3 separate regions of the Mus musculus genome follow, and regions 1 and 2 are each linked to region 3. A link is a contact called in public HiChIP or PLAC-seq data. All regions are on one chromosome and are shown on one strand. Each heading gives the region's core, a stretch centred on a gene start, on an enhancer-like site or on the middle of the called end of the contact. The rest is flanking DNA. Distances are from core to core; before and after follow the strand shown. Region 1 overlaps Foxn3 (forkhead box N3). Region 2 overlaps Tdp1 (tyrosyl-DNA phosphodiesterase 1). Region 3 holds the start of 1700064M15Rik (RIKEN cDNA 1700064M15 gene).

Region 1 (3,651 bases), core at 465-2,964, 300 kb before region 3:
CTTCCCCAGCTAACCAGACTTCATATGCCCTCTAAAGAGCTGAGTTCTGTATTAATGTAATGGGGATTAAACAAATTAAACTGAGGATAAAACCCCAGGGCCTTTCCTTTTTTTTTCCTAAATAGAAAACCTAATAGGGTGCTCAATATACACACCTCAGAAGAACTGTGGGGTTTGCCAGGTGGTCCTCCACCAGTGTTACTCTGGCATCCTGGGCACACCAGCCACCACCCACTCCTCTTTTTGATCTTGGAGAGTGTAACTGGTATCTCACGGGTGGAGATTATGTATGCTTCTAAATGTCTAAAGAATCTCCAGTTCTGAATGCCAGCAGAGCTAACGTAGGAAAGACGAGAGTCGACCCAAGACCCCCACAGGCAAGCTAGGAGTTCCAAAGTCATTATCACGGCAGTCTCAATGTAACAAATGATGTCTGAAGCTCCTTAGCTCCCAGTAACCACTGGCAGAGCCAAAGGGGGCGCTTTGTATTGAGGAAGATCTGGGGGCTACGGAGGTTCTGGCAGGGTTGCTGGAAACACAGACCTGGTTGGTAGAGGGGGAGGGGGGTCAAAAGCAAAGAAGTGCTTGCAGTAAGAAAGTATCCAAAATCCTCAAGGCCGGCAGGTGACTCCAAGCTGTGGTAACTTTATGCACACAGAAACTGCTTTGTATTAAAGTCTCAAACATGTTACTCGGCTCAGAGAAAAGACACACATCCAACTTCCAGGAGCCTGTTGCCCCTGCCTACTTCTGTTCATCCAGTTATTTTGATTCTCAATCTCAAAGTAGGGCAAAAGCAGAGATGGATCTGCAGAGAAATCACTCTAAGTGACTCAGGCCCAGGAACCTGCCATCTCAGCTGCTATTTGCAAGAGTGCCTGCAGAGCTTATAAAAGGAAGAATAAACGGAGATTACGGCCATTTGTCTACTGGTTAGGGCAAAACATCACCCAAAGGATGGAGAAACTAAGAGAACCGCTACACAAACGGTTGCAATCATGACCGCTAGTGCAGATGAGACCATGGCTCAGCCTGACAAGCTGTGGAGATGTGGGCAGAGAATTCCAGCCTTAAGGCTGCCCCTGGATGCTGCGCTCTGGGGGTCCCTAGGAGGAAGGAACCTGTCTTGTTTGCATCCTCTTGTCTGGACCTGCACCCCTAAAGGGGTGGAACCAAAGGAAGGGATGGGTGCTAAAACGCAAAACAAAATCTTTGTGCCTTTTCCAGGGAGGGTGCTAAAACATACATAACATGAAGCTGCCATCTGAACTTTTTTTTTTTTAAGTGCAGCTAGGTGACGGTTGGGACATTCCTATTGTGTAATCAACTCTACCCCTATCTGTCTCCAGAGCATCATCCCAAACAGAAAATTACAGAGGAGATTTCTGTGACGGGCTTCCTTAGGCTGTTTAGCACAGTGTCTCCACGGCTCATCCACGTTGCGGCACGTCCTTTTTAAGGCTGACTAGTGCTTCCCCGTGCACATTCTGCCTGACCACCTACGGATGGCCTCTGGGTTGTTTGCACCAGCACTGATGTCGTTTAACAAGGTGTTAAGTGTACTTAGCCAGTGTGCTGAATGAAGGGGGAGAGAGAAGATAAAAGCCTCAGATTCTCTGGTCGACCTCTGCAAGTGATCATAACCCCCACAGGAGACTCAAGTGTTTTTCCATGTAAAGAGGAAGTGAATTAGACTGGTGTTCTCCAGAAACTTTTGGCTGTCTTCTGGAGTAAGAAATAGATGTTTCGTTCTGACTGACTTCACACAAGCACACAGACATAACTGAAACTCAAGGTGCACAAAACCCTGCCCTACGGTGAGCGAGCTCTCAACATCTGCTGCTGCCGACTCCATTATTTCTCGGAAAGAGAGAGAGTCCCAGGCACTAAACTGATCTCACCGCCACCACAGAGTGACAAATTACTTAAGACACGCTATTTTAGGTATTTGTTTTCTTCCAAACTGGTATCCCTTAGACTATGCTAATAACTAGGGTACCATCACTTTTTAAAGTATCAGTTTCGTAAAGTAGAGAACTCTCTAGTACTACAAAGAAACACCGTGAGTTGCACTCCCCCCAATTTTTGACCATGAAAAGAGTCACATAAAATCAAAAGGGGCATCCCAATGTCTACTGCAGGTGGTCCTACCAAGCCCTTTGGGGAGCTCTACACTGGGTCACGGAAAAGTCCTGTCAACTCCAGCAATTCTGTGATGTGGGACGAAAAATCTTAGCATGGGTTTTCCTTTGCAAGAAACAGAAATAAGCACAAACCGTAGGAGCTGCACCTCCCAAAAGATACACAGCACCCACTCCTATCCACAGTTGAAACACTAATCTGTTTCCTTTTAAGAACAAATTTCTATTCGGAACAAAATAAAATGGAGATTATCAGATCAAATAAAAACCCACTAAAGATTTAGGACACCGTGGCTGAAAAGTCCAGAAGCGAGGACCAGGGCAGCGACTGTTTGGAAAGGACACCAGAGCAGGTGGGAGAAAACAGTTGCAGGATGCAAACTTGGAATTATGATGAGAGATTTAAGATCTCACATGCAAAAAGGTGAGTACAGCTAATAACATCTATAAACTTAAGTCTGTTAAGTGTGTGTAGGCCTTAAGCTTTACACACACACACACACACACACACACACACACACACACACACACACACACACGGGAGGGGGAAACATTAATTAGCCTGATTGTGAGCATTATTTTACAATACACACTTACATACATGGAAAGGTTAGGTTTCAACCTTTAATATATATTTATCAAATTTACTTAAAAAAAAAAACTGGGAAGGAATAACAGCAAAAATCCAAAAGTAACTGAGAAGGAGCCAATGGCCTGCCACGTTAATTGCAGATAATTCTCTCGTTAGCAACACTTCTGCTGAGGTGACTGAAAAGAGCCTCGGACCTGTTGTGTTTTGTCCCCCAGGCAGCTGGCTTGATGTGGCATACACAAACCAAAAGGACTGTACGGTGCATCTCCTTTCAGACTCCAATTCTTGTCTTAGCAGACCTCCAACGTTAAGGCCTATTCTAACTGTTAGAAGCGAATCCATGGAAGCCAGGCAGCCATTCAGTTTTATAAGACAGTCACTGCTTGATCCTGAGTGTGCCACACTGTGCCTTAGATCATCTGATCAGTGTGTGTGTGTGTGTGTGTGTGTGTGTGTACGTACAATGTGGGCTCCTGCTTAGAGACACTTTCTTTTTGATGAGTGGTAGCAAAATACATTGCTTTACCCACAATGATTTTAAAAAAAAAATACTCAAATCCAAAAGTGGTTAGCCCTCGTCAATTTTCCATACATAAAGAACTACAAGAAAAATGTGTGAACATTTATTCTGCAGGATGAAGAAAACAAGATGGATTCCAATGGTGGCGTTCAAGAACAAGAAAGCCTTTGGATGCAGTGGACTTCGACTCTTTCTTTTACTAAAGTCAATATAAATAACTCTTAAATCATAAAAACCAAGTCATTTTGAGAAAATACAGTATGATCTGTCCTGACTCCACCTACACCTGCTTTTCCAGCTTTTCTAAACTGGAGGCGCCCTGCAACATGAGTGTACCCCACTCACTCCTCCCCGTCCCCTAGGGTCCTCCTTCACCACCTGCTCAAGTTGTCTTTTCC
Region 2 (3,550 bases), core at 656-3,155, 280 kb after region 3:
ATGATTGTGTAGTTTTACAGATGTGAAATACAGTTCCTAACTTTCTTCTCTAGTCAAACAGCACAAATGCATGCTGGTCCTCATGTATTTCCCCAAGCTTCGTGGGTCTGCTAGGAGCCTCTGCAGACTGCCTGCTACCCACTTCATAGTCCAGTTGTCCATGTCTCCCCTGGCAGCCAGTCCCATCCTTCCATCCTATGGTTGGGAAAGGACACTGTTTACATAGATGTATTGCTTACAACAAAAGACCTCTTTCCTAAGCACTTAGGCATATTTTCTCATTCTCCCTAACAACTAAATCTCATAACAATAGCCCACTTTAATCAGGCAAAAGCAAAGTCATAGAACATAAGTTATTTTCCAAAGTCAGGCAAATTGTGAGGCAGGATTTGAGGCCAGGCAGTGTATTCCTAAACTGATCACTCAGCGACTTGTTTGTTCCATAGCCATTCTTTCTGGCATATCCTGCTTGACTTGGGTCTCTTGTGCTAGATGTTAGATAAAATGTTTACCCTCGACATACCGGCACTTATAAAACTCATTCTGGATTACAAGGTGGGCTTGGCGGTGTTTATCTCCAGCTTCTGCTGCCTTTGTATGAAACTTTCTCTTTCAACTTAGCATCATGATGTCTTTATGTTGCCACCAATTCCATGCTGTTTAAATCTGTTCTTAAAACTCTGTTCATGCTAACTTTCTTGGGAGCCAAATATCTTATTTAAAACTTTGTTTGGGATCACATTTATATTTTTTGGCAACTAAAAGATTAGGTTTCCCACTTATAACTTCTGTAATTAAAAATGTAATATGTATTAAATCATATTAGGTAACACCCACCCCACCCCCAAGCCCCCAACCAAAGTATTTTAAATGAGCCTGCTGCATACTGTAATAAAAGCTGTGTTCTGTTTGTCCAATAGAGGGCAGTCAAACAGTTTTGTTTTGTTTTGTTTTGTTTTGTTTTGTTTTGTTTTGTTTTGTTTTTAAAGAGTTGCCTTGTTCCCTTCCCCATTTAATTTTCGGTAGACAGGAAAATTAAGCATTTAAGTGCAACTTTTTAAAATAAATTACTTTTTTCCTATCCTAGGCAAAGTTGGATATTGCATTTGGAACACACCACACGTAAGCAACTTTTATGAAGTGGGGGAAGGTATGGTTTTAATTGGTCAAAGGACATAATCAAGGAGCTCTCTGTCAGCATGGAAGCGTGTGATCTGTGCCTCGGAGGCCTCTGCCTATTGCTTAGGACATCTGCCAAGGCCATTGGCAGACAGAATTCAAGAGTAGTTCTGTGGTCATAGACAACTCTGCGTGCTAAGTCAGGGCTTGTGACAGACCTGCTTTTAAAAGTTCTGTCATTTGGCAAGAATGAATTACATTGAATAGTCTATTATTAGTCAGCCCCATACTCTGATAAAGGAAAACTGATTTTATGGAAAGTTGCCAGTCTGCAAGGCTCCAGTGAACTCCTCTGAGATGGCTCAGGAGAAATTGGCCCACCTCTTCCTCTCACGTGAGCCAGTGACAGCTCGATTTATTTTTAACTTAGTTTCATAGCCTCTCACCAAGTACTTTTAGGGTTATTCGGCTTTTCAAGTGGAAAAAACAACAAAATGCAGTTGTCTTTACTTTAATATTTTTACAAATCACATTTCTCTTGAGGGGATTTGGCAAAAGACTGTGACAGAAGATGGCTGTTCTCTCTTTTAATCCAGGAGTGGAAGTTTGGGCCTTGCTGCCCCCAGAGAGGAAGCAGTGTGCTAGGGGTAGTGGCCGTCCTCGGTCTGGCCTGACGCTGCTTCCTGCTGAAGCTGAGATGGAAAGTGACAGTATTGTGGCTGCCTTTCTCTCTGTGTGCATACAGCAGTATTTTTGCCAGTCTGTTGTGAAAAGGAGCCAGACTGGAAGCAGTTAGGCACGAAGTGATAGTTCCATTCTCTGACTTGTCCTGGGTAACATCTACAGGCCACCCCTAATTGGTAGCTTTTGTCCACTAAGGGACAAAAGAGAATTTAGAGTGAACTCAAGTACTGACTCATGCATAAAATACTCATTTTCTAGCTCTGAGCACACAAGATGCCAATTTCAGCTCAGAATACAGATTGCTGTCAGTGGGGGCAGCTTAGCCTTAATGCAAAGCACCACACAGGAAATCCTTGTCTCTCGCCCTTAGCTGAGACCCCAGGATAAATACATTCTTGATTCTAGAAGGCCCTCTGCCAGCCCTGTCACCATTTGGGCCCCGGTATGATTTGTTGGGCCACTGGTGCCCGATTCTTGTGCTGAGCACGTGGTCTGCGCTGTGTAATGAGCTTCACAGGGGAAAAGTTCCGATGTCCCTCTGGGCTAGCAAGCAATGGAGAGCTTGTCGGTCATGCTGTCACCCCCGGGAGAGACTTGCGGGGTCAGAAGACTGCCTCAGACGCTGGCTTGGTGATGCTTCCCTGTGAATGCAGCAGGGAAGGAGCAAAGGGGAAGCTCCCCTTTGTTTAATCATATCAAAATTATTTGGTTCTTTTAATATCACACACCGGAAAGCAGAGACCTAGGATAAATGAGTTTACGTTCCTTGGGGATGAACATGGGGCTAGAGATCATTTTTAACCTTAGTTTTTAATTTGTTCTTGTTTGCTCAGTGCTACAGTTGATTCATTATTTCCTTGGCCCCGTTCAACCCTTGCTCCTTAGAGCAGCTCACACATGCACATTCTGTAGGTTAAATCTAATAGCTCACAATCCAGAGACGTCAGTGGAGTGGAACCCTCCCCAGCCAGAGAGTATCCAGGGTTTACGTTTTTGCTGGAACATCAGGATCTTGTAAAGGATTGAGATCATGTCTGGAGATTTTAGTTTATTATTTTAAAAATTAGGAGGCCGAGCTAGAAGCAGGAGTTCAAGGACAGTCTACGTGAGATCCTACCTCGCCGAAAATTATCCAAGCAATCCCTGTAATGTCACTGAGTCTCAAGTCGGTCATCCTTGTCCTTGTAGCTTTTCACCTCTGAGTGAGAGCACGAAGCATGGGAGATAGAGAAGGGGAAAGCCTCAGCTCACAGTGATGTGATAACAACTCTCCTCCCAGCCAGCAGGGACAACAGTCACTGTGAGGCAGGTTCTGGGGTGACACACACCTGAGCGATGTACTGACCAGGCATTGGCTGGGTACCACGCACAGGGCACAATAGAAATAGTCAGGATTTCACTCCATCTACAGATGTGGTCTGTCCAGCATCTCCAGGGTGCACAGTGGTTCCAGGCATGATGTGTCACACAATGCTTTAGAATGGGAAAGTTCTCTGGTTTGCCCCAGAGTTGGGCAGTACCTCTGAGGGCTCTGAGATCAATAGGGAGAAACAAAGCAGCTGAATGGACAATGTCCTCATGTAAGCAGGAGCCAGCCATAGCCTGCAGGGAGGGGCATGCTTCCCGCCTACTGCTCCAGCTGCTCCTCTGTCTCACCAAGGCCGCATCTCCCACTCACTTTCTAGTACTGAAAATTTTGACCATCCCACCTCCAGCCATGTCAGTACACACAGTGCCCTGGCTTGTG
Region 3 (3,493 bases), core at 194-2,693:
CCAGGCTGACCTCCAACCTGCAGTGGACTTCCTGCTTCTGCCTCCCCACAGTGTTACAGTTACAGGCATGTTCCACCATATCTGGCTATACTTTAAAAACTCAGTCACCGACATCAGCCATCACTGTGTGTGGGTACAGATGCACCTGGGCCTGCGTCCTCTCCTTCCATCTTTATATGGCTTCCAGGGGTCCTACTGACTTGTCTGGCTCGCACGGCAAATACCTTTACCTGCTGAGTCATTTCATCTGCGTCCCCATAAATACTTTTTATATGATCATCTCACCAGCTACAAACTAAAAAAATCGGTAAAAAGTAGTTTTTAAAAGCGATTACTCTGACAAAGCGATGGGTAAGAAAGTTGCAAGTGAATGATCCTTCGGAGTGGAAAAGGTTAGCTGTAAATATTCTTTTGAAATATACCGTGAAGGATTTTCACTTTGAGATTAGGGCTGTTCATGCCTCCAGGTTCAAGTGTTGCTCAATCAGCAAGGTGCTCAATTCCCGGTGATTGCTGCTCGGGTTTCTTGTTGATCGAGAATATGCATAATCTCAGCCCAGAGACATTTACCATAAAAATGAATCTAAGAAATAGGCTTTCATTTAAATTTTCCAGTTGCAGTGGATCGAGGAAAATATATGCAGAACATTAAGATGTGAAAAGCTCTGATTCAAACAAGACCAAAGAGGCTGCTTCACTATGTCCCTAACGTTGTGTTCGAATTTAGATGGCAAGCTTTTCCTGTTCAGAGCCCTTGTCAATTTGATTAAAATCACAAACACGTGACTGACTCCGCCTCAGTTAAAAATACTCTCAAGCCAGAGAATGAGCTTTGTATATGCGAGTGGCTTCTCCTGCCCTAGCGAGACTATTGCCCTAGCAAGGGGCGGAGTGGGGTGGTGTAAACGGTTTAAATTTTAAAACCTCTAACCGGATTCTCCGGGTGAAGCCCACTGCAGATTGCCAGTCCGGATTCAGAATCCAGTATACGGACATTTTCGATTTTAAAATGGCCCTTAAGAAATGGATCATTTATTTCAACGTTGTTTTCGAAGACAGAATTTGGAAGCCTCACCGTTTTCTGCATATACTCTTTCTTAGACTTAAAAAAAAAAAAGTCTTTCAGGAGAAAACATTTGCGTAAAAGAAGCACAGCCTCAAGGCCGCTGGTGTGTGCGCGTGAGGGAGCGCGCACGCACGTTTCTGCCGAGTTTAGACATTGCCGGGAAGATCAACTCGGTCCCCAGGAACTGAAAGTCTCCAAGCCGTGACCCGCCCCCGTAGACGTGGACCGGAGCACGGGATCCGGCTACGCCGGAGGGGCGACTCGGTGGCTGGGCCATTCTGGGCGAGCTGGGGCTGCCGCCGGGCCGCCCACACGGGGCTCAGGGCCCGAGCTTCTCGCAGAAGCCGCCAGCATCAGGCGCGGCGGCTGCGCTGCCATGGCAACCATGGCCTGCCGGTCCCCGCTCTCGGGCGCCGGCGCTCCAAGCCCGGCGGGGCGGGGCGGGCGTTGCTAGGAGACCTGCAGCGGGCGTCCGCCTCCGCGGCGCGGTCTCTGGGCTTCCACCCTTCACCTACTTCTGCCTGGTGGTGACTGAGGTGGGGGGTGGAGGTGGGGGTAGGGTTGACGGCCACGTGGTGGCCCAGTGTCTCAGAGCTTCTTCCTTTGGAGAGAGTCGCCCCTTCCTGGCCCTCATGAGGTCCACTTTCCTTGACCCAGGAGCAATGTGGCCCTTTCTGGGGAGGAAACACCTCTGTTTTGTTTCCTCTCCCCTCCCTCCTCGTCTGTCCTCACTTGATCTGATTTAAAAGTCCCTAAAGTCCCTGGAAGGCTTCCTAACCCACTGTTCTTTCCTCTCTAGCCGGATCCATGTCTTGCGTTCAACCAGGAGATGTGCAAAGCACTTTCTGTATGTCATCTAATTCTTTTAAATAAAAATCTTATGATATAGAGGTTAGTTAATTCATTTAACATAAAGTGTAGCCAAGGTCAAACAGCTGGGTGGATGGGACAGGATACTCATGAGGTCCAGTTTTTTTAGATTGCTCAAATTTCCCCCTAGGCTGCCTCTTGGCTAGACCCCCATTCTCTCTGCTGTCCAAGCACGCATACCCACACCAACTGGGACATGCTGTCTGGAACAAGGTCTGACAAGAGGATTGAGAACTTGAAATCAGAGATGGCCAAAATACCTTTGGACAAACGGTTTACACTGGGATGCATCCCTGATAATTTGCAGATGTCCCTGTCTGTAAAGTACTCCTGGCACAATGAGAAACTCGAAATTCTTAGTAAAGAGAGAAAATGGTAACCAAAGACTGACTCGCTGGTTGTGGTTATCCCGTGTTGGGGTAGATCCTTGGAAGGAGGGGTGTAAAAAATTGTTTTCTACTAAACTATGTCCACAAAGTTTACCTATTTATCATTTATTTATTTTTCCTAGGGAACTGTTGGGTTGTCATGGATATGTGTGCAAGCTATTTATTAAGGAAGTGCTTCCAGCAGAAACTATTATAGGGGGAGTGGTGAGGAGCCAAGCTAAAGAGTAATAATTTAAGGTGAAGATCCAGCCACAGCTTGACCCAAAGCATCCATTTCACAGCAAGGGTATCCCTTGTACAACCATTGTTAGTTTTCTCTCTCCCTCACCCCAGCCCCGCCTCCATCCCTGCAGCCATCTTTGGCTGCATGGAACCTTGTGAGCATAAACACCTAGTGTTCTGGGACCTTGGCTGGGCCAGGATGAATTAACTATTGTAAAATAAAGAAAGGAAGTCCTCTGTCGGAAGTTGGAAGTCCGAGATGTGAGCAGTAAAGCATCTAAACACTCGGGGGCTGGGTGGGACCTGGCAGGATGGGAAGAGACTACCTATAGCACCCATTACAGTCTATCTCGCCACCCCCACCCCTCCACCCCACAAGGTAAGTCTATTCCACTCTGCCACAAATTATTCAAGGTTCTAACTGGTGACAGATTTAGTGAGATTAAACCATAGCCACTGATTCTACAGTTGGTCCAAAGCAATAACTAATATCGATCTACCCAATTACTATCGTCTTCTAAGAGCCCTCTGCTAAGCCAGGTGGCTCAGTCTGACTGAGCCAACACTGAGCTCGGTTGACCAAGTGAGCCGACACCGATTCCTTGAGAAATCAGAGCTCTTTGCAACCATGTCTCCGTTACACAGTGGTTGCTCCAACTGGCTTATTTTGAGTTCAGCCTGGGTATGGAGGAAGCTAGTATCACCCTGGTGGTTTAGCTGAGTATCAGCATCTGCCTTCCTGTCCCTTCATGTGTCAGTAGTCCTGCCTCCTCCTCAGGGTTGGTTTCTTCTGACAGTATGGTAACCAGTCTCTGCTTTCAGAGTGCAAAATGGGCTGTAGCTCTTAATTGGATTTCCTTACACATCCCTTAGTACAAAACACCTCCCTCAATGAACTAGAGCCTTGTAAGGAAGAGGAGCATACAGCCTCCAGGAGGACCACTGG

What was found. HiChIP or PLAC-seq counts read pairs in DNA pulled down with a chosen protein or histone mark.
Region 1: a CTCF HiChIP or PLAC-seq map of CD8 T cells shows a contact between it and region 3, with 6 read pairs. The contact joins the enhancer-like site here to the promoter of 1700064M15Rik in region 3. A contact is called at or near these places in 1 of 15 datasets of contacts at CTCF or cohesin (CD8 T cells), 5 of 484 Hi-C or Micro-C datasets (CD8 T cells, Th1 cells, muscle stem cells and 2 more), 4 of 115 datasets of contacts at active chromatin or transcription factors (embryonic basal ganglia, memory CD8 T cells, microglia and 1 more) and 2 of 9 other capture datasets (embryonic stem cells and pancreatic islet).
Region 2: a contact with region 3 is called in an H3K4me3 HiChIP or PLAC-seq map of stem cell-derived neural progenitor cells, with 23 read pairs. The contact joins the enhancer-like site here to the promoter of 1700064M15Rik in region 3. A contact is called at or near these places in 1 of 15 datasets of contacts at CTCF or cohesin (large pre-B cells), 3 of 484 Hi-C or Micro-C datasets (the Ba/F3 cell line, embryonic stem cells and nephron progenitors) and 2 of 115 datasets of contacts at active chromatin or transcription factors (embryonic stem cells and stem cell-derived neural progenitor cells).

What each region holds. Positions count from the first base shown.
Region 1 is chr12:99,324,572-99,328,222 of GRCm38.p6, forward strand. The region is part of intron 3 of Foxn3 (forkhead box N3); the gene reads right to left. It overlaps Gm46371 (a long non-coding RNA gene), which reads right to left. Exons shown (of 2, transcript XR_001780668.2): 1 at 1-3,651. Among named protein-coding and RNA genes, the nearest start is that of Gm46371, 4.3 kb to the right of the region's middle. Within about 2 kb of position 1,715, at least 40 of the 459 cell types and tissues checked have an H3K27ac peak or open chromatin away from gene starts, as enhancers often do. A contact at or near this core is called in CD8 T cells and microglia, where this site is marked.
Region 2 is chr12:99,901,261-99,904,810 of GRCm38.p6, forward strand. It overlaps Tdp1 (tyrosyl-DNA phosphodiesterase 1), which reads left to right. Exons shown (of 16, transcript NM_028354.5): 6 at 1,088-1,122. Among named protein-coding and RNA genes, the nearest start is that of Tdp1, 19 kb to the left of the region's middle. Within about 2 kb of position 1,906, at least 83 of the 459 cell types and tissues checked have an H3K27ac peak or open chromatin away from gene starts, as enhancers often do. A contact at or near this core is called in stem cell-derived neural progenitor cells, where this site is marked.
Region 3 is chr12:99,626,531-99,630,023 of GRCm38.p6, forward strand. 1700064M15Rik (RIKEN cDNA 1700064M15 gene) reads right to left here and starts at 1,444. Exons shown (of 2, transcript NR_045288.2): 1 at 1,076-1,444.